Regions from separate parts of the Mus musculus genome. Here regions 1, 2, 3, 5, 6 and 7 are each linked to region 4. Evidence: chromatin contacts called from public Hi-C, HiChIP or PLAC-seq and promoter capture Hi-C data. All regions are on one chromosome and are shown on one strand. Each heading gives the region's core, a stretch centred on a gene start, on an enhancer-like site or on the middle of the called end of the contact. The rest is flanking DNA. Distances are from core to core; before and after follow the strand shown. Region 1 holds the start of Fam71e2 (family with sequence similarity 71, member E2). Region 2 holds the start of Zfp784 (zinc finger protein 784). Region 3 holds the start of Shisa7 (shisa family member 7). Region 4 holds the start of Cnot3 (CCR4-NOT transcription complex, subunit 3). Region 5 holds the start of Isoc2b (isochorismatase domain containing 2b). Region 6 holds the start of Tmem150b (transmembrane protein 150B). Region 7 holds the start of Rasl2-9 (RAS-like, family 2, locus 9).

The links. Promoter capture Hi-C pulls out the DNA fragments that hold promoters and counts their contacts. A called contact is a pair of places that touch in the nucleus more often than the background predicts. HiChIP or PLAC-seq counts read pairs in DNA pulled down with a chosen protein or histone mark.
Region 1: a contact with region 4 is called in a promoter capture Hi-C map of embryonic stem cells, with 3 times the contacts expected there. The contact joins the promoter of Fam71e2 here to the promoter of Cnot3 in region 4. A contact is called at or near these places in 5 of 39 promoter capture datasets (cranial neural crest, embryonic stem cells, hippocampal neurons and 2 more), 1 of 115 datasets of contacts at active chromatin or transcription factors (extraembryonic endoderm stem cells) and 1 of 9 other capture datasets (liver).
Region 2: a contact with region 4 is called in a Hi-C map of B cells, with 7 read pairs. The contact joins the promoter of Zfp784 here to the promoter of Cnot3 in region 4. A contact is called at or near these places in 11 of 39 promoter capture datasets (the 3T3-L1 cell line, the C10 cell line, the HPC-7 cell line and 7 more), 4 of 484 Hi-C or Micro-C datasets (B cells, CD4 T cells, forebrain and 1 more) and 9 of 115 datasets of contacts at active chromatin or transcription factors (VIP interneurons, astrocytes, cardiomyocytes and 6 more).
Region 3: a promoter capture Hi-C map of hippocampal neurons shows a contact between it and region 4, with 3 times the contacts expected there. The contact joins the promoter of Shisa7 here to the promoter of Cnot3 in region 4. A contact is called at or near these places in 4 of 39 promoter capture datasets (cranial neural crest, embryonic stem cells, frontonasal cranial neural crest and 1 more).
Region 5: a contact with region 4 is called in a promoter capture Hi-C map of liver, with 7 times the contacts expected there. The contact joins the promoter of Isoc2b here to the promoter of Cnot3 in region 4. A contact is called at or near these places in 11 of 39 promoter capture datasets (the C10 cell line, cranial neural crest, fetal liver and 6 more), 4 of 115 datasets of contacts at active chromatin or transcription factors (embryonic stem cells, large pre-B cells, pro-B cells and 1 more) and 1 of 9 other capture datasets (liver).
Region 6: a contact with region 4 is called in an H3K27ac HiChIP or PLAC-seq map of embryonic stem cells, with 7 times the contacts expected there. The contact joins the promoter of Tmem150b here to the promoter of Cnot3 in region 4. A contact is called at or near these places in 12 of 39 promoter capture datasets (the 3T3-L1 cell line, the C10 cell line, cranial neural crest and 8 more), 1 of 484 Hi-C or Micro-C datasets (B cells), 2 of 115 datasets of contacts at active chromatin or transcription factors (embryonic stem cells and microglia) and 2 of 9 other capture datasets (adipose tissue and liver).
Region 7: a promoter capture Hi-C map of hippocampal neurons shows a contact between it and region 4, with 5 times the contacts expected there. The contact joins the promoter of Rasl2-9 here to the promoter of Cnot3 in region 4. A contact is called at or near these places in 2 of 39 promoter capture datasets (hippocampal neurons and liver) and 2 of 115 datasets of contacts at active chromatin or transcription factors (astrocytes and double positive thymocytes).

The regions. Positions count from the first base shown.
Region 1 is chr7:4,769,953-4,772,652 of GRCm38.p6, forward strand. It overlaps Fam71e2 (family with sequence similarity 71, member E2), which reads right to left and starts at 1,318. Exons shown (of 11, transcript NM_172895.3): 1 at 995-1,318; 2 at 623-777; 3 at 289-544. The coding sequence starts at 1,159. Il11 (interleukin 11) reads right to left here. Exons shown (of 5, transcript NM_008350.4): 5 at 2,426-2,700.
Region 2 is chr7:5,037,168-5,039,867 of GRCm38.p6, forward strand. It overlaps Zfp784 (zinc finger protein 784), which reads right to left and starts at 1,279. Exons shown (of 2, transcript NM_001039532.2): 1 at 1,168-1,279. The coding sequence starts at 1,245. It also overlaps a transcript of Zfp580 not described here.
Region 3 is chr7:4,843,364-4,846,063 of GRCm38.p6, forward strand. Shisa7 (shisa family member 7) reads right to left here and starts at 1,333. Exons shown (of 6, transcript NM_172737.4): 1 at 1,242-1,333. It overlaps Isoc2b (isochorismatase domain containing 2b), which reads right to left. Exons shown (of 6, transcript NM_026158.2): 6 at 1,597-2,002. The coding sequence ends at 1,907. Gm36127 (a long non-coding RNA gene) reads left to right here. Exons shown (of 2, transcript XR_881804.2): 2 at 1,420-1,622.
Region 4 is chr7:3,643,946-3,646,645 of GRCm38.p6, forward strand. It overlaps Cnot3 (CCR4-NOT transcription complex, subunit 3), which reads left to right and starts at 1,324. Exons shown (of 18, transcript NM_146176.3): 1 at 1,324-1,639. It overlaps Gm15927 (a long non-coding RNA gene), which reads right to left and starts at 400. Exons shown (of 6, transcript XR_003946711.1): 1 at 308-400; 2 at 1-224.
Region 5 is chr7:4,864,780-4,867,479 of GRCm38.p6, forward strand. Isoc2b (isochorismatase domain containing 2b) reads right to left here and starts at 1,400. Exons shown (of 6, transcript NM_026158.2): 1 at 1,282-1,400.
Region 6 is chr7:4,723,813-4,726,512 of GRCm38.p6, forward strand. It overlaps Tmem150b (transmembrane protein 150B), which reads right to left and starts at 1,270. Exons shown (of 6, transcript NM_001142792.1): 1 at 1,096-1,270; 2 at 653-712; 3 at 497-564; 4 at 1-99. The coding sequence starts at 1,163.
Region 7 is chr7:5,124,673-5,127,372 of GRCm38.p6, forward strand. It overlaps Rasl2-9 (RAS-like, family 2, locus 9), which reads right to left and starts at 1,278. Exons shown (of 1, transcript NM_009028.2): 1 at 270-1,278. The coding sequence starts at 1,257. The coding sequence ends at 607.

The DNA.
Region 1 (2,700 bases), core at 68-2,567, 1.1 Mb after region 4:
AGGGTTCTGAGGGTTTGAACTCAGATTCTCATAGTTCCTAGGCAATAATATCTTTACCAACTGAACTGTTTTCTCCACCCCATGATTGTCTCACCTGCCCAGCCTGCACCTTCCTCCCCATCTTTTCTTCCTTGGTCCCATGAGGTCAGACTCTCCTTTTAAATACAGCATTCTAGGATCCCAGCTCCTTTCCAATGGGATGGGAGCGGCTAGCCTGTGGGCTGTGGGTCCCCTGTTCTCTGTGGAATCTGGACGGTGGTTTCCAGGCCTTGTTCATTGAATCCTCACCTGAAAGTGCCAAGTGGAGGCAAGAGTGACTTCTGGGGGTATTTCCAGCACGGAGGGTTCTGTTTTTGGTGTCTTGGATAATTTAGGCCCTCGAAGCATGTTGATGAGGCGAATCCAGCGGTCAAACAGAAAGGCCAGCTCATGTTCAGGGGCATCCAGTGCCAGGAAATAATGACGGCCGGATCTCAGACGCAGTTTCAGTCGCCAGGTGGGCAGATCATCGACATACAGGCGGGCAAGGTCTAGTGGGATCATCCTGCGGGAGGTGGGAGACAAGGTAGCTAGTGCGATAGGATGGAGTGGAGTGAGCTAGGATGGGGCTCAAGGAACATACCTGGTTAGGATGAGACTGGAGCACTCCTCGTCCTCGGGGGGCCGAGCAATCAACAGAATGTCAGGCAGCATTAGGCCAGGCAAGGATGCTGCGACACCCATAGTCAGCTTGTTGGATTTGTTGTGTAATAACGCAGGAGTCCCATTGTTGGTTACCTGGGGCAGCCAGGGAGCAGGGCTGGGACCAGTTCTTTCTCCAACATTCCTCCAGCATCCCTCACCTGAGAGCCTCCTTTCTTTCCAAACCCATCTTCTACCTACAGGAGTTCAAATTCCAAATCCCTGTTCAACCCACTCTGCCCAGGGGTTCCCTCTCTCTTCCTGTGTCTCAGACTTCCTCCCCCATTTCCAGGGGGCTCAGGGAGCTGGGGACCTGGGTAAAGTTACTCTCGAACATGGGCAGCGGGCGGAGGGGCAGGTATTCGGCCATCTGAAGGGTCTTCTGCATCTCTCCAAGGATGGGAACCCACTTCGGAGGCTCCGGGGGAGGCGGAGGGAAAAAAAAGCGCCACAGCCGCCTCATAACAGCGGGTGCCATAACAGCGGGTGAGGGTGTATAGATTCAAGAATCCTGGACCCAAGTGGAGCCCTGACCCCCACCCCAGCCCACCAGCTTTGGACCCTTGGGCTTCAAGGATGTCAGGCGCTCAGCAGTGACAGAAAGTGGAGTGTCCCCAGGGCCGAGAGACTCTGGTATGGCCATGGCCCTGCAGAGAGGTAGTCAGCACTAGGCCGTGGGTGGAACCTTTGAGAGGGGCTTTGTGACCTCACTAGACCCTAGAGGCTGCTTCCTGGGAACTGCCTAGGGGCCTCACCATTCCAGAATAAGGTGTGGACTCTTTTGAGGGCTGGGATAGGTGACTCAGACCTCTATCAGAACATCTCCATCTCCTGGACCCAAGATTGTGATGACACAGCCCTCCCCCCCCCCCGCTCCCCCCTCCCCGCCCCCCCCAGGGATCTGTGTTAGAACCTCCATAGGGATCATTAACCCAAAGGCTTGAATCACAGGCCTAGTTCTGCCTGTGACCCTCCTCTTTACTCTCAGGAAGACCCAACCCCACATTGAGCCTCAGTTTCCTAATGGCTCGTGTGTGTGTGTGTGTGTGTGTGTGTGTGTGTGTGTGTCCCCACAACTCTCGAATCAACTAAACACTGAACTGTAAAGAAAGGACGACCATAGCTGGGCATGGCCATCACAGCTGTTATCCCAGCACTAGGGATGGGAGGCTGGAAAATCGTGTTTGAAACCATCTTAGGCTATGTAACAATACCTTGTCTCAAAATAATAAATAGAAAAATAAAGCAAAGGGCTTGGAGATGCGGTTGAGTGTTAAAGTGCTTGCTTGGCATGCACAAGGCCCTGGGTTCAGTCCTAGTACCATAATGATATAAGGCCAACTACCTGTATGAGCATAAGAGCAATAAGCTGGGCATGGTGGCACACAGTTTTAATTCCAGCACTCTGGAAGAAGCAGGCAGATCTCTGTGAGGTAAGACTCAAAACCAAGGCAAAATACCCTACAGAAAACAATTCCTCCCCTTGAGCCTCAGTTTCCCTCTCTTTTGTAAAGCAGGGCAACTTTTTCTGAATCTAAGACAACTTCTTAAGGAGATATATGTATATGTGTATATATATATGTGTGTGTGTGTGTGTGTGTGTGTGTGTGTGTGTGTGTGTGTGTATGCTCAGTATGACCCAGGACATGGGCTCAAATAACCATTTTTCTTGGTCCCTTCTGAGTCCTATTTTGAGGTTATACAGCATGTACAGTGGGGTGAGACAGAGACTGGTACAGTGCCATTCTAAAAATAGTGTTTATTAATGTTTATAAATGTGTCCTGCAAAATACAGTCATGGTGAAAACTCTGGAAAATGCAAACACAAACAGTAACAGTCACCCACTGTGCCATTGCTTGTTTTCAGCCCTGAGGCAGCTATCGTCAACATCATGGTGTTTCCATTTTGAAAAACCAAACAGTCCATACTCATGTATAGGGAGAGTAGTTCTACCATCTGCTGCTCCTGGGTCGCAGAGACGTTCAATATCTAAAGCAGTCTTCGCCTGGAACTTGCCT
Region 2 (2,700 bases), core at 29-2,528, 1.4 Mb after region 4:
TCCATGGAGGTCAGGAGTGAGGGTCAGATCCTCTAGGAATGGAGTCACAGGTGGTTGTGAGCCTCCATGCGGATGCCCGGAACTGAACCTCTAAAAGTGCAGCCAGGGCTCTTAAATGCTGAGCCATCTCTCCAGCCGTATCCCTTGATTTCTTAACCCTGTTATCCATGATACCGAATTTTTGATGGATCCTTGTTCTGGCATTTCCCCTTCTTGACCCAAATATACCACAGACACGGTGGTACCTCTCCTCTGTACTAGTTAAAAGTCTCATAATTCCCCCCTTAGAATGAAAAACACCACTCAGAGGTAACCCCTGTTCCTGCTTCTGCCCCTCATTATCCACCTCTTCTAGAGCACCCTAAATGGACTTTGGAAAATGCAAATGAGGTCATGACATTTCGCCACTCCAAGTCCTCCGATTGCACTTAAAACCTCGTGTCCTTCCTATAATATCCAACACGATCTGGATCCTGCTTATCTCACTGACTACATTGCAACCATAAGCCGGCACCCAGCTGACTTCTGCCATTTAAATTTAGCTTGCTCCACCCCCACTCTTAAGTGCACCTTTTATTTCTCTTATAGGACATATTACAATACTCTTTATCGTCACTTTTTCTCCTCATAAGACTGCAAGTTGCAAGAGGACGCAATCGTTGTCCATTTTGGTCCCCTGGAGCTTTAAATGTTTGCTGAATGAACCAATATTTTCAGTTACTTTCCAGTTACTAGTTATAAGTTCTAAAGTCATCCGAAGCACCCATTTCTCCTCCCTTGGGCATTTGTAAGGCAGTCAGTCCTTGTATCATCACATGCCATCCCAACACGGTGACCGAATTATAGCTCTCCTTTGGGGTCACCTTCCCAACCATCCACTAGCCCTATAATTTCCCTGGTGCCCCGCCCCTCTTAAGATGCCACACTTCTTTATGCAAGCTCCCTTGTCCTCTCCCTGGACCCAACCAAGCCCAAGACACAAGCTGTCTTCAAGACCCGCCTCAACCAGGCCTCGCTCCTCATTCCCCATAGGCTCCTCCCTAAACCCCGCCCCAGAGGGTTACCATACCCCCGCCCAATTGTTCTAGGCCCCGCCTTGACCCCGCCCCTTGCCCTGCGATCTTCTTCGCTGTGAACCCCCGGCCCAGACCCCTTCGTCGCCCGCACCAGGTCCGGCGGCTCCGGGGATGGCGACTCCCGGGTCGGTGAGCTCGGAATCGGGGGATCCGGGCGCGCGGCGGCCATCTTGTACCTAAGCCCGGTCCCTGAGGGCAAAGATTGCTCCGCGAAGGGCGGGGCCGGGCTGGCGGCGCTGCGCAAGCGCGGGGCAGGTCGACGAGGGGCGGGATCATAACCGGTAGATGAGCGGGGCCCTGGCGGGGTAGGATAGGCGGAATCCGGCAAAAGGTCTTCAAAACCTGTCGGTCCTCCGCATGGGCTGACTGAACTTGCAGCTGGAAGGTCGGCCACACCCTAGCGACGCATTCCAATGTCTCCCCACTTTTTATTGTTTAGGCATGTTTTCACTATGTATTCCTGTCTGGCCTAGAACTCTCTTTGCAGACCAAGATGGCCTCGAACTCACAGAAATCTGCTGGCCTCTGAGCCATAATGATCGGCCTTCCAAATCCCCTTTTAAAACTAACTGCAGGTGAGCCCGAAGTTTGCTTATGTGAACTTAAAGGCATGGGAGATTCTAACGTTTCTGAGGTTACTTTCAATTCATGGTGCAAAAGGTAGCGGTTCAGTTTATGAATGGGAGGTTTTCTAAGTCTGTGTCAAGAATGAGACTCATTCGGGAGTGGGGGGTCGGGGAACCCGGAAAGGGGATAACATTTGAAATGTAAATAAAGAAAATAACCAATTTTAAAAAAAGAAGGAGGAGGAGACTCATGAGCTCAGGTAAGATTCCAGACGGAAGCTAACCCCTCTCAGTTGCTGTGATGTTTGGGAGAAAAGAGCTCAAAGAGGGTTTTCGGCAGCACTAAGGACAGGGCTCTTTTGAGAGTTAAACTCACTCTAGGGCCTGACTTTGTGACTTGATAAGTCAGGACACTTCTGTGATCATCTCCTCCTCCTCCTTTTTTTTTTTTTTTTTTTTTTTTTTTTTTTTTTTTTTGAGACAGGGTTTCCTTATGGGATTTTCTTTCTTTCTTTTTTTGTTTTTGTTTTCGAGACAGGGTTTTTCTGTGTAGCCTTGGCTGTCCTGGAACTCACTCTGTAGACCAGGCTGGCCTCGAACTCAGAAATCCACCTGCCTCTGCCCCCCCCAGTGCAGGGATTAAAGGCATGGGCCACCACTGCCTGGCTTCTCTTCCTATTTTCACTCATTCCTTGTTTCCTACCTTCTGACTACGCCCCATACAGTAAGGTGACCTCAAACTTATGTAGTCTATGCTGGCCTTGAACTCTATTTTGATTTTTAAAGGTCTCCTCCTCCTTCCTTCCCTCTGTCCCTCTTTCCTTCCTCCCTCCCTTCCTCCCTCCTCTTCCTTCTTTCTTCTTCTTCTTCCTTCCTTCCCCCTCCCCCTCCCTCCTCCTCGTATGGGTGCTCTGTCTGTCCACCACTTGTTTGCAGTACTCATGGACATCTGAGATGGGGAAGTTACAGAGGGTTGTTAGCTGTCATCTGGGTGCTGGAACCAAACCCAGGTCCTCTGAAAAATCAACAAATGCCTTAACTTCTGAGTTATCTCCCCA
Region 3 (2,700 bases), core at 83-2,582, 1.2 Mb after region 4:
ATGGGGAGGGCACAACCAATAAAGTCTAAAATGGCCCGAGTGGGGTCTGCAGGTGGCGGCTGAGGAGGTGGTGGTGGGGGCACAGATCAGGGAAGGGGGTAGGAGCATGTGGAAGGGGTTCCTAGGAATCTCAGGGATTAGGAAGTCGGTTTGAGGTGGGAATGCGGAAAGCAGGCAAGATTGGGGACCTGTAGAAGGAGGGAGAGGAGAGTAGCAGGTCCTGGCTACTGTGGCGCTGGGAAAGACCCCCAAATCCCTGCCTGCTAAGGATAGCGTGGATACCACATGCAGCGCTACTTTGTCTGGGCTGTCTGGGGTCCCTGCCTAGAGTCTCCGTCCATTCTCTTCTTAGGCCCCCTGCCTACGTGCAGCCGGCTGTCTTCTCTCTTTCTAACCTGGCTCTGCCGTCGGGTTTCTGTTCCTCTGCATCTCTGCGTCTGTCTAGGGCTCTGTCCGGATCTCTGTCTGGGCCCTCCATCCCCAACCTCCCCCGCCTGGATCTGTAGCCTCCTTGTAATTTCCACACCCAGTTCCTCTGTCAGGGGCTCTCTCAATCTCTGCTTGTCTGTCCCGGGATTCTGTCCCTTCTAAGTGTCTCATTCTCATCACTGCACTGTTCCCCGCCCTTTGAGCCCCTCACTCTTGAGCAGAGTGGGTGGGGGGCGCTGCGGAGGGAGCTGTGTGTTCCCAGCGCAAAATAGACTCCCGTTGCCATGGCGACGCGAGCGCGGCCTCGAGACGCAGGCTTCGGGCTGGGTGTGCGGAGGGGACACCTGGAACCGGAACGCGGGGGCCGGGGCTCCGACGCCCGTGTCCCAAGGGGCTCCGGAGGATGGATGGAACTCCTAGGTCCCCGGGGAGGGTGTACTGGGCTAGGTAACTTGTGGGAGGGGGCTGGGCTGCTAGGATCTGCGGCGGCGGTGGGTGAGTTTGATTGTCAATGGGGTTGGACTGGTCCTTGCATCTCTGGTGGACACGGGATGCCTTCAAAGGCCCCCAGGCTGGGGATGGAGTCTGCGAATCTCGGGTGAGGGTTTGACGCGGTGGAGGCGGAGGGGCGTCTGTAGAGTTTGAACACTCTGATCTCCAAGGGGCTGCAGAATTCTGCGTCTTGGGCGAGTAAGGACCACGGAGCAGCAACTGTCCATCCCATCCATTCACATACTTGTCCATTCCTCCCCATCCCTCTTTTTCCCCCGTGCCTCAGTTTACCCCTCCTCACCAGGTACGGATGCGCTCACCTCACTTTCCGGATGCGGGACCTTCAGGGAATCGGGGGTGGCAGCGTGGGGGCCAGCCAGGGTAGGCAGAGCGAGCGCGTGTCTGCCAGCCCGCGGGGCTGGGCGCGCGCGCGCTGATGGGGGTGGGGGCGGCAGGCTGCGTGGTGGGGACCCTGGCCGGCAGCTCTTTCTTTTGCAGATGCGCACCGGCCCCAGTGCAGATGTGGCCGCTGCCAGCCCTCGCCTGTGTCTCGCGCCGGCTTGGAGCTTGGAGAGGCGCCTCCCCCACCCCACCTGGAGGAGACCCCACTTTCTTCCTCCCACAGACCCTTGTAGCCCCCGTGATGCCCCCTAAACCCAATAATGGTTCGGTCCTCAGTCACATAAATGTTTATTCTCCGAGACAGGGTCCCAGTTGTGACATTTGTTCCCCCTCCTTTTCCCGCTTCGTGAAGTGGCCCGGGGCCCAGCCCCACCTCCACCTTTCTCTAAACCAATTCCCACCCAGCATCAAGGAATTTCATTTGCATTTCCGGGACCAGCTGCCCAATCGGAAGACAGAACCACGCCTCCTCTCCCACGGGGGCGGTTCTCCTGGCGGACTGCACCACTCTTGGGATCCATGGATGAAGGAAAAGTCATCCATCAACGTCTGGGTGACAAGGAGGGTGGGTGCTTCCTTCAAGTCAGGTCCTGGAGTTGGGCAACAGGGAGTTTTTCTTGCCTTGGAAGAAGCCTAACAGTCCGATGTCTGTGACTGGCTCCTTGAGGATCTTCTGAATCTGCAGGCAAAGGAGATGAGGAAGTGAAGAAGCCCTATCTCCGGAATAGAGAATCTGAGGAGCACCTCTTCATCTTGATCTCCCTTATTCTGACAGCATCGCTTCTCCAGTCAACTACTTCTTTTTCCTGTTTTCCAGGTGACCTCTCCCTCACACTTGCCTGGTTGAGCTGTTCCCCGCCATCTTGGTATGCTCTTGCCTTGGGACCACTAAGAGCAGATGGTTTGGGTTATCTTGTCTACCTCCATGTCCATCTTCTTCACTAGTCTCATCTTTCCTGGGTCATTCCTTTAGCTCTCAGCTCTCCCACACACAGACCCAACGAACTCATGAACTCTCAACGAATTTACACAACTCTCTCTTGGTGGAACAAGAATAATCAACCACATTACTGGCAATCAAACAGTCCAGCCAAGTTTATCTCCAGAAAATTATACCAAAAAATGCAAATCCTGCACCTCCACTTCTCTTCCCTGGTTAAACCCCACCACTGTTTATGGGATTTGTTGGTTTCCCTTCTTTGTCCCAGGCCACATAATGTAATCTTTTGACTATTCACCAATTTGATGGTGGCCAGCTCCTGTACTCTTTCTTTCTCAATGAAGCATAGTTGAGGTTTATTAAAGATATTTTAATATAGAGTTTAGGAACAAAGAGAGGTGCTTTTTCTCTTGCTTGTGGCCCCAGTAGTCTATGGA
Region 4 (2,700 bases), core at 74-2,573:
TCTTTCCAGCCGAAGAATATGCCTTTTTATAAGCCATTTTTTCTCTCTTGCTTCATGCCATTCTGATGCGGTGAAATGCACGTGCACGTTCTCTTCAAGTGTGGATTTATCTTCTTTTCCTCCACATAGTAGGCAGAGATAGATCGAGTTTCCCCAATTCATGAAAACGTGGTGCTCACGTTTGCAACCTAGTCAGCAAAGGGCTATGGAGTGCTTCATGGGTACTAAACAACGAGAAATCCAGAGAGTGAGACTCAAGTATGTGTAAAAACGGCAGGAATCAAACAAAATTAAACCAGAGGCTCACCTAAGCACTCGGCAAGGGTGGTCGGAGAAGTTTACTCCTTAAGAAGCATAGCAGAACTCTAGTGAGTAGTCATTACAGATGTAACCGAGGTAGGGCAAAGCGCAGTTTCCTCTACAGCTGGAGTCCTTGCAACTCCAGGGAAGGTCCCAGTCTGCTAACTTAACCAGAGAAACGTCAGTCCCACGCCTTGTGTTTCTCAGTCGCTTCTGCAATGTTCCTGATTCCTTCTTTCTTTCTTTCATCCTTTAGAAAGCACTGAGTTTTAGAGATATACCAAGCAAACGCGCTTGGGGAATAACTACGAGGATCAGATAACAGCCTAGACAGGCAAAGGAAGGATGCTCCGACAACCACACCTGTCGGCAGGTTAATAGCTACCCTATTGGCTAACCGAGGGAAGGGGCGGGGTGTTTGTCTAGCTCCTCCCCTTAGGGCTGGCGGCTCTTTTGATTGGTAGATGACTTGGGTTTACTATCCCCAACCCTCTGGCACCTCTCCGTCTCCCACTAGATAAGCTTCCTTTAACACTCACACGCTATGCTTTTTGTCGTTTTCCTCTACCCACATTCATAGCTAACCAATGAGTTCAGGGTAGAATACACCTCGCAACCAATTACAGCTGCCTTTAAACTTGACGAGTAACTTCCCGCCCCTCACCCTGACTCCTCCCCGCTGCCAATTGATTTAGGGTAAGGGGGCGGACACATCCAATCAGCACGACACAGGCTTCCTGATTGACACCCAGGTCCTCGCGCTGGCGTGTTGTGCTCCGAGGAGGGGAGGAGGAGGAGGAGCTGGGAAGAAATACCCGAGCCAATCCAAGCAAGCTGAGCGGGAGGCCAATCGAACGCCGCGCCTTGCCGAGATCAGCCAATCATAATGAAGAGGTTGGCCTCATTCTCGCTAGGAACCAATGGGGCGCGCCTAACGGCGCAGAGCGACGTACTGCGGGAGCAATGACGGACCTATATTCGGGGCTCGGGGGCGGGCCGGCGCCAGAGAGGAGAAGAGAGGAGGGGAGGCCTCCGCCGCCGCCATCTTGGACCGGGCCCGTTCAGCTTCCGTGGAGCCGTCGGCAGCCGCTGCCGGGCCTTTCCTTGATCCCTGAATCCCCTACTCGGTCGTCTAGAACAATCCCGGGCCCACTTCCTCTATCAACAACCCAACCCTACTTCCGGCTTTCGCGCCCTCTTATCGCGATAGCGCCCGGGCTCGGGGCGCGAGGAAAGAGGAAAAAAAAAAAAAAAAAAGGCGGCGGGCGGGCGCTCGCCTCTCTCTCCCCCCTCCTCGCCTGTCGCGATACGCTCCGCAGCGGCGGCGCCAGCTCCTGCGGTGAGCGTCAGGTTCGACTGGGCCGGACCCCTTTCCCTCTTCCCTCAGCTCCATCGGCCGACTTCTTGCTCCGCGACCCTGCTGCCTGTCGCGACACGGCCTCAGCTCCCGCCGGGCCCAAGCCGCGCGCTCGGGCCCAGCTTCGGCTCGGGCGGGCGGGGACCCTCTCCTCTCTCTGTCCTCCCGCGTCCGGACTCCCGCGTGGCAGAGCGCCGGCCCCGGGTGCGAGGTGCCCGTCCTCCTCCGCGTCTGGCTGGGCTTGGAGCGGTGGGCGCGCTGCGGGCCGCGGAGGGGTCTTTCTGCTCTGGGCGCGGGGCCCACTCCTGCAGTCATGCCTTCCCCGGGAGCTCCATTCGGGAGCGTTGCCTCAGTGCACCCGAAAGCTCCAGCTTGTTGGTGTCTTGATAGGGGGAAGCCTCTTTGGAAGAGATGGATCTTGTGGAGGAAAAAGTCCCCAAGACCCGAGGGTGCAGTTAACGTTGTGAGTTGGAGCCTAAGCCAAAGTTTCCACCTAGTCCTTACAGCTCTAGCAGTGAAGTCTCCTAGAGGTCCCTTTCCACCAATCTTCTTTTTAAGGAAGCATGGGGTTTGTGAGTGTGTGTGTGTGTGTGTGTGTGTGTGTGTGTGTGTTTTGTTTTAACACTCCCTCCCCAAACCTTGGATTCAGGACTGTACCGTATTGCTCACTTCCTGGCTTCACATCTTTTGCATCTTTGAGGTGGGGTATCAGTGGACTCTAGCTTTGGGGATGCAGGCTCCACTACGATGCACGGTCTGCCTCGGTGGGTGAAGCTTCCTAAGTGGTTAGGTATTGCTGTGTGTGGTGAGGACCGCTTAGCTTTTCTTTCTAGATCTGGGTCGGTGGAATGCGAGCTCCCATGCTTTCAGTTGTTGGTGCTCTTCTGTTGGGACAGTTGAAGCACTTCTAAACAGCTGTATCTCGGTTCCGGGACTGTCATCCCTCTTAGGATTAGCTTTCTGTTCTTTTGGCTAGGGGCTTCCTCACCGTCTCCCTTCCCCGGTCATCACCTGGACTGCCATCTCTCTGTATTTCCATTCTC
Region 5 (2,700 bases), core at 150-2,649, 1.2 Mb after region 4:
CAAAAACAACTGCAAGGGAGGTCTCCAACACAGACATTTAAAAAACAAAACAAAACAAAAACAAAAAAAAACCAAACAAAAACCCACAAACAAACAAACCTGCAAGGGAGGTCTCCAACACAGATAAAAAGTGCGCCAGTGAAATGAAAAGCGCAAGAACGGTATGGCAAACTCCCATCTGTGCTCCCTGAATGGCAAATGTAGATTTTTTTTTCCTTAAAAATTTCTATTTATTTATTTAGTTTCTATATGGGAGAGGGTATCCATGCCATGGGGCATATGTGGAGGTCAGAGACAAGCGAAGGAGTCATTTCTCTCTGGATCCCAAATGTGTGTGTTGATCAGATTTACTTTTAATTTTAAAAAAATATTTATTTATCTATTCCCTGTATATGAGTGCTCTGTCTACATGTATGCCTGCATGCCAGAAGAGGGCAGCAGATCCCATTACAGATGGTTGTGAGCCATTCTGGAAGAGGAGCCACTGCTCGTAACTGCTGAGCCATCTCTCCAGCCCGGACTGGGTTTATTATATGAGTGTTTGACCTGAGACTGCATAGCCACATGCATGTAGTGTCTGTGGAGGCTGGAAGAGGTAGTCGGGTCCCCTGAAACTAGATTTAAAGACGGTTGTAAACCACCGTCTGGGTGCTGAGTACCAAACCCAGGTCCTCTACAAGAGAAACCAGAGTTCTTAGCCACTGAGCCATGTCTACTCGCCCCCCCTTCTCTATTCCCCTCATAGGTTTTTAAGGCTTATGTCCCAAGGGCTGGGTTCTTGGCTTGGGAACCCATTTTTGGGAGGCACAGTGTGAAGGAAATGAGCAAGGGGGCTGGATGGAGTTCAGTGGTAGAGAGCACTTGATTTGCCTGGCTTTCATGACAGCCAGGCTCAGTTCGCCAGATTTGATCGAGATGGACTGGGGACACAGATGGGAGAGGATCCACGATGCTTTAGGGAGAGCGATACAGAGGAGCACGTAATTGTGAGAGAAGCGGGGACCACAACTCCTGGAACCAGGAATTTCAGGCTGTGTGACCCTGGGTGAGTTTCCCTTCCTCTCTGGGTCTCTTTTTTTCTCCAGGGTTAGCTCACTGGCGGGGTTGATGCAAAATTTGTCTCTAGAGAGGGTTGGGGACTCTCCCCGCGGGTCTATCCTGAGACCAAATGGAATGCCATTCCAACCCCCGAACCCGACACCCTGCAAAGCTTCCGTTTCCCGGTCTGAATGACGGGATGGTGGGTTTGCAAACAGCCAGCAAGTAACGAACCGGACTTACTCGAAGGTCCCAGGTTCGAGTTCGGGCCCCTTTTCCAAGAAGTCCCGTGACCTTTTCCCCGCTGGATTCCCACTGACCCCGTACTGGGCCTCCTTTTTGCCCTTTGTAGACACGTAGTCAGAGCCGCGGGTCTACACCCCCGCGCCGAGCCAACCAATCGGCGTTCGCCTCACTCTGTTCTACTCCATCCTGTTAATTCGATTGGTCTGAAGAAACTGGAGCAGGCGGAGAGACAGAGGGTAGGACCAATGAAAATCCACGGAGGGAGGGCCTTGGCTGAGAGCTCGGCTTCTAACCCGGAAGGAGGGTGAAGAACGACCAGAGAGCTAGAGGCTCAATCTTGGCTAGTGTAGGGTTCATGGCACCATCCACTCCATCCGGGGCGACCGGGGAGAGGTGATGCTTTCTGTAACCTAGCTCTAGGAAGGCTGAAGCACGAGTATCGCCAGTTCGAGACTAGCCGGGACTGCGTGGTGAGACCCTGTCAACCAAAACAACAGCCGGGCATGGTGGCGCAAATGTTTAGTTCCAGTAATCATCATAAACCGATGATTTAGTTAATGGTTTAGTTCCAGTACTCAGGAGGCAGAGGCAGGCATAATTCTGACTCTACAACGCGAATTCCAGAATAGCCAGTACAACACGGAAGTAAGTCCTGTCTCGAAAACCCGAAAGTCAAACTAAGAAAACAAAAGAACAAGCCTCGTAAGACATTTTCCCCCACTGCTTGCCAGTTAGCTTTTTCTCCAGGAATTCAGGACTTGTCTCCTTGGGTGGTCTATATAGAAAACTGACTCTGTACTTAGAAGTGGGGGTTAAGAGAGAGAGGATTACTTCATCCAGATATATAAACCTGGTATGGTGGCTCAGGGCCGGTAATCCCAGCGTTCTAGAAGCTGAGGCCTTGAGTTCAATGAATAAGAAAACAAAAGCTGATTACGGTGGCTTAATACCCATGACCCCAAGTACTCAGAAGTGGAGACAGGAGGATTTCTTCACCTTGAAGTTATGAGAAAAGGGCTAGGCATGGTGGCTAACGAGGACTGTAAACCCAGCACTTGGGAGGCTGAGTGTGGGTGAGGATCTTTTGGGGGAGAGATATATATATACACAGAGTTCCAGGTTAGCCTGGGCCACAGAGTGTGACACTGTCGAACAAAGAAAAAGAAATAAGGCTGGAACTGTAGCTCAGGTGGCAGAGTCCTTGCCTGGCATGAATAAAGCCTTCGCTTTAGTGCCCAGCACTGTATGCATGGGGGTGGGGTGAGGGTGGGAGAGATGGGGGATGGGATGGGACTGGGAAGGCAACCGGCAGAGGTTCAAAGTTGGTCTCCCCAGAACAGTGAACTCAAGTGCATCCTGAAACTGAGCCTCAAAAACAAAATGAGCTGAACAAAGATTAAAAACAACAAGCCAGAC
Region 6 (2,700 bases), core at 20-2,519, 1.1 Mb after region 4:
GGGCACAAAGGATCCCCGACCACAGAATTAGCTGGTTTTGCCAGGTTTTGACGCCCCAGTCCCGGAGTTGGTGATGACGCACAATGCAGATCCAAACAGCTAGGAAAGAGAAGTGAGAGGCAAACTCATCACAGGATTCGCAGCTGGAGGGGAAGATTTGAAACAGGAAAATGCTGGTGTCCCAGTTAAACATAGGATGAGGGAAGAAGGGATTTGGAGGTACGGGCTTGGAGGTTTGAGGGAGACGGACTGGGATCTGGATTCCTGGATCTGAGGGGGAAAGACTGGGGTATGGACTCTGGGTCTGAGAGAAGAGAATTGGGGTCTAGACTCCTGGGTGTGAGGAAGGAGGTCTGGGGCATGAACCTTGGGGTCTGAGGGAAGAAGGCTCCTGGCTTTCAGGGAAACCAGTTGCTCTGGTCTGAGGAAGGAGGAGATGGGGACCCTTTAGGCACCTTTGGGCTGGCAGTGAAAGGAAAGGTATAGAAATACTTACTTAGAGCAGCTCCTATATTGAGGACTTGGCCGAAAATGCAGCTCTGAGGAGCATAAGAGCCACAGATACTGCAAAAGAAGAACAGGGTCATCTTTTGGCTCCTCCCAGACAAGACCCTCTATTTGCCTCCCCCATCACCACCTCAGCCATAACAACCTGATAAAAGGGAAGCCTTCGTTGAGGTCCACAGAACCATTAACCACAGCGATTGCAAAACTGAGACGAGAGGAATACAGGAAGTTAGTAAGTGGATCTTGTAGAGAGCTTTCCTTTCTGTTCCCTAAACCAAACACTTCCCTGTGTTAATGGACTTCTGGCCTCTATCCTGTGTCACAAGAAGCCATCCAAAAACCAGCTGTCTTCCCTCAGACCCAAAAATCCAAACATTAGCTCTCCTCCCTCAGACCTGGAGTCCAGTCCCCAGCCCTCCTCCCTCAGACCTGGAGTCCAGTCCCCAGCCCTCCTCCCTCAGACCTGGAGTCCTGTCCCCAGCCCTCCTCCCTCAGACCCAGGAATCTAGCCCTCCTTCAGACCCAAAAGTCCAGACCCCAATCTTCCTCCCTCAGACCCAAGCATCCTTTAGGGCCTCTGCTACTTACACAATCCAGATGCCAGCTATAGCCCACAGAAATAAGATGACAGGCAGCAAGGACAGGTAATTCCACATTGCTGCGCTCTGCAGTGGAAGTGAAGAAGCTGGATCTCCAAGCAGTCTTTAGGTGTGTGGTGCTGAAGACGGCCCACCTGCTTTTGTGGTCCCACTGGCTGGAAGCCTGGCCTTGCTCGGGGCTCTTTTCCCTATCTTCTTCAGACCCAATCAACTGTTGTTGGTCTGTTTTCCTGGCTCTTCACTGCCAGCTCCCAGGCTCCGGGTTCCCTTAGGGCCCTCACCTTTCCAAGTTCCCTCAAATTCTCTCCATTTCCTTAATACATTTAGATCTGAGTGGCAGTACCAGGTGATTCCAGGTGTGGCAAAAGAAGGCAGGCCTCCGAATTCCGGAAGAGGCAAAGTCCAGGCTGAGTGTGTATGAGATATTCAGCTTTGGGTCTAATCAGTAGTCATCGTCTGTAATCTACCCAAACAACTACTTCCTGTCTCAGATTCGTAAAAGGGACACTCTTGCTTCAGGGAGCCCCTAACTTCCTTCCTACAGTTTTGTGGGTTCAACGTCCAAATCCCCCGGTACTTTATCCTCCCCACAAACTACATACAGCTCCCTGAATGCATACATACATGTCACTTCTGGAGTCCAGCCACCATTACCTACCTGCAAATGCAGGTCTCTTTTCTGGAGTCTTCTATAGCCCCTGCTGACCTGGAGTTGGTGATGTTCCCGTCCTGTCTCCTGAAGAGCTGTAGGCTGCTTGTCCATTCTGGGATTGTGCCTTCTGGGTTCAGTCTTTTGGGTTGCTTGATGTGGGATCTTGATGATCCCACCCCACACGCTCCTCTTCTCTTCCCTTCCCCTCACCCTTTCTTTTTCTGTTCTAACAAGAGTTCCCCAGGCTGGTGAGATGGCTCAGCGGTTAAGAGCACTGACTGTTCTTCCAGAGGTCCTGAGTTCAAATCCTAGCAACCACATGGTGGCTCACAACCACCTGTAATGATATCTGACACCCTCTTCTGGGGTGTCTGAAGACAGCTAGAGTGTACTTATGTATAATAATTGGCCCTGAGCGAGCAGGATTGACCAGAGCGAGCAGAGGTCCTAAAAAAATTCAATTCTGAACAACCACATGAAGGCTTACAACCATCTGTATAGCTACAGTGTACTCATATACATAAAATAAATAAATAAATCTTTTTTAAAAATTCCCACAATGGGCAGGGTGTGAGTGGGGAAGGTGATAGTGGTTATAAGATCCCCATCTGCAATCTCTACCCCCACAAGCAGCTTCTTAGACTTTCTATCTTTGTTTTCTGAGACAGGATGGATCTTAGTACATAGCCTAGATTGACCTCGGATGCAAGATTCTCCTACCCCGGCCTTCCTAGTGCTGGGATTAGGGCCTAGAGAGACAGCTCAGTGGATAACAGCACTTGTTCTGGAAACCTGAACATCTGGATTTGAATACCCAGTACCCACCACACAAGCAGGCCTGTTTGTGCACACCACTGTTGCAGCAACAAAGTCAAAGACAGATTCCCAAGAGCCAGCCTAGCCTAAAAGACAACAAGCATCCCTTCGGATGAGGAGACCTGA
Region 7 (2,700 bases), core at 28-2,527, 1.5 Mb after region 4:
CTGGGATTAAAGGCATTTAATTAAAGGCACCACCACTCCCGGCTTATCAGATTGCTTTATATTGCCTTTGCTATGTTTGGTATGTCTTTTGTATCCCTAGGCTCTCAAGGAGTTTTATGATAAAGAGGTGTTGGATTTTGTCAAAGGCCCTTTGTGCATCTAAAGATATGATCATGTTTTTTTTCCCCTTTTAATTTGTTTATGTGATAGATTACATTTGCTGATTTTATTTTTCTCTTTTTTAGAAGATATTTAGAAGATATTTCAAATATGAAATACAACTTTATTCTGATTCTAAATGAAAGAGTGGGAATGACAGTTACAAACAAGATTTCACCACTGACTATTGTGATGCTACGGTAGCAGTCTTATCTTTGAAATCCAGAACAACTCTGTTCCAGGGGGCTAAATACGCAAGTCCAAAAAAATGAAGGTGTATTTTAACTGCCACATTCACTCCGAAGCCCATTCATCTCCTTCAGCATCCCAATGAATTGCACGATCTCCTTTAGCTAAATAAGGTGGCACACACACTGCACCGCTGGCTGGCATCACAGGACAGTTGCCTAAAATAGACTTCTGACGCAGGGCTCCAGCTTCACTTTCTCACAGGTCATCTTCCTCATCTGGGAGAGCAGTCGTCTGAGCAACCTCTAAATCATGCTCGTACTGTGCTGCCAAAGCTGGGTCCATGACTACCTCAGGTGGGGCAAGAGCAGGCATGGCAACGAACTCCAAGTTAGGATCTCCAATGAGCTTTCTGGCAAGCCAGAAGAAAGGCTTTTCAAAGTTGTAGTTACTTCTGGCAGAAATGTCATAGTACTGAAGATTCTTCTTTCGGTGGAAGAGAATAGGTTTTGCCTTCACTTTCATGTCTTTAACATCCACTTTGTTGCCACACAATACAATGGGGATGTTTTCACACACACGCACTAGATCTTTATGCCAGCTAGGCACATTCTTGTAAGTAACTCTTGATGTTACGTCAAACATTATAATGGCACACTGGGCTTGGATGTAGTAGCCATCGCGCAGCCCCCCGAACTTCTCCTGACCGGCTGTGTCCCACACATTGAACTTGATAGGTCCTCTGTTGGTATGGAAGACTAATGTGTGCACCTCCACGCCCAGGGTGGCTACATACTCCTTCTCAAACTCTCCGGTCAAGTGGCGCTTCATGAATGTCGTCTTTCCGGTGCCGCCGTCGCCCACCAGGACGACCTTGAACTGGACCTGCGGCTCTCCCTGGGCGGCCATCGCGGCGATCCTGCCGGAGAGAGCGGCTGCTGCACGTGCGCCCTCTAAAGGCAGCGGCCGGGAAGAGCGCGCGGGAAGGCAGACTCTGTACCAGACTGTGGGGGAAGGGAAGCTGGGCACCGCCCGCCGCTGCGGTGCCCACCCGAAGGACAACCAACCCTCGTGTTGCGCTCTGCCGGGTCCTTCCAGCTACCTTCCAGGACTGATTTTCACTTACTGAACCATCTCTGCATTTCTTGGATGAAGCCTACTGAATTGTACCGAATCAAGGATTCATGACAGGGACACAGAGGAAGGCAGCTTGGCTCAGTGAACTGCCTGCCATCCTGAACAGATCTGTTAGATCTGAACTTTTCTGACAAAACTCCTTTTGCCTAAGCAACGGGCTGCACAATTTGTTTTTAGAGACAAAGGAAAAAAAAAAGGCGATCTTATGTCAAATATAAAAGAAATATAGAGCCGGGTGTGGTGGCGCACACTTTTAATTCTAGCACTCAGGAGGCAGAGGCAGGCGGATTTCTGAGTTCGAAGCCAGCCTGGTCTACAAAGTGAGTTCCAGGACAGCCAGGGCTATACAGAGAACCCTGTTTCGAAAAACCAAAAAAAAAAAAAAAAAAAAAAAGTATATATATATATATATATATATATATATATATATATATATATATGTGTGTGAAGGAATGGAAGAATTAAATGAGAGTCAGAGATTGAACTCTTGTAGAAAGCCAAGCTTGATATCATAGGTAGTAGGAAATTTTTTTTTTTTTTCAGTTACTGAAGCACTTTAATTTCTTTACACAATGACGTGTTGCTGGGGCCTAATGTTCTCACTGAACAGTAGAAAACCAAAATTTGTCATTTCTTAAAGAATTGAGTACAACAAAACCTTACATAAATTAAAGAATGAATACATTTACAGGTGTCGATGCAAACGTTCCCAACTCAAGGCAACTAACAACCGATGGTGGTCAGGAGGGAAGAAACCAGAACGGAAACTGGGTCCTAAGGCTCGGACTTTCCCACCCTGTTAGACTGGCAAGAAGGAGTGGTAACTGGTTCAGGAGCCCTTGCCAGCCTCGGGAAATCCTGGAAGTCTGCTGTTGGTTAATACCCTGCACAGATCACTCCGTGGTGCTCACAGAGATCCACCAGGCTGGGCCTTTCTCTTCCACTGCGTGTTCTCCCCAGCCCCAAGTGACCGAGCCACATGAACTAAGGACTGAATCAAGATATGCACAGGGTGTTAAACATATACCAAGGGAGCAGTTAACTTGAATACAAGGTCAAAAATCAGCAAGTTCTATGATCCAGTGCTGATATCAGATACACGCTTCAAGGACAAATTTCTTTTCAAAGGCTTATTCCAGTTTCATGAGGCTAGCATGAGGTGTGTACATTTGCCAGGGCAAATCGATACTTCAATACCAGCTCATGCAGCAGATG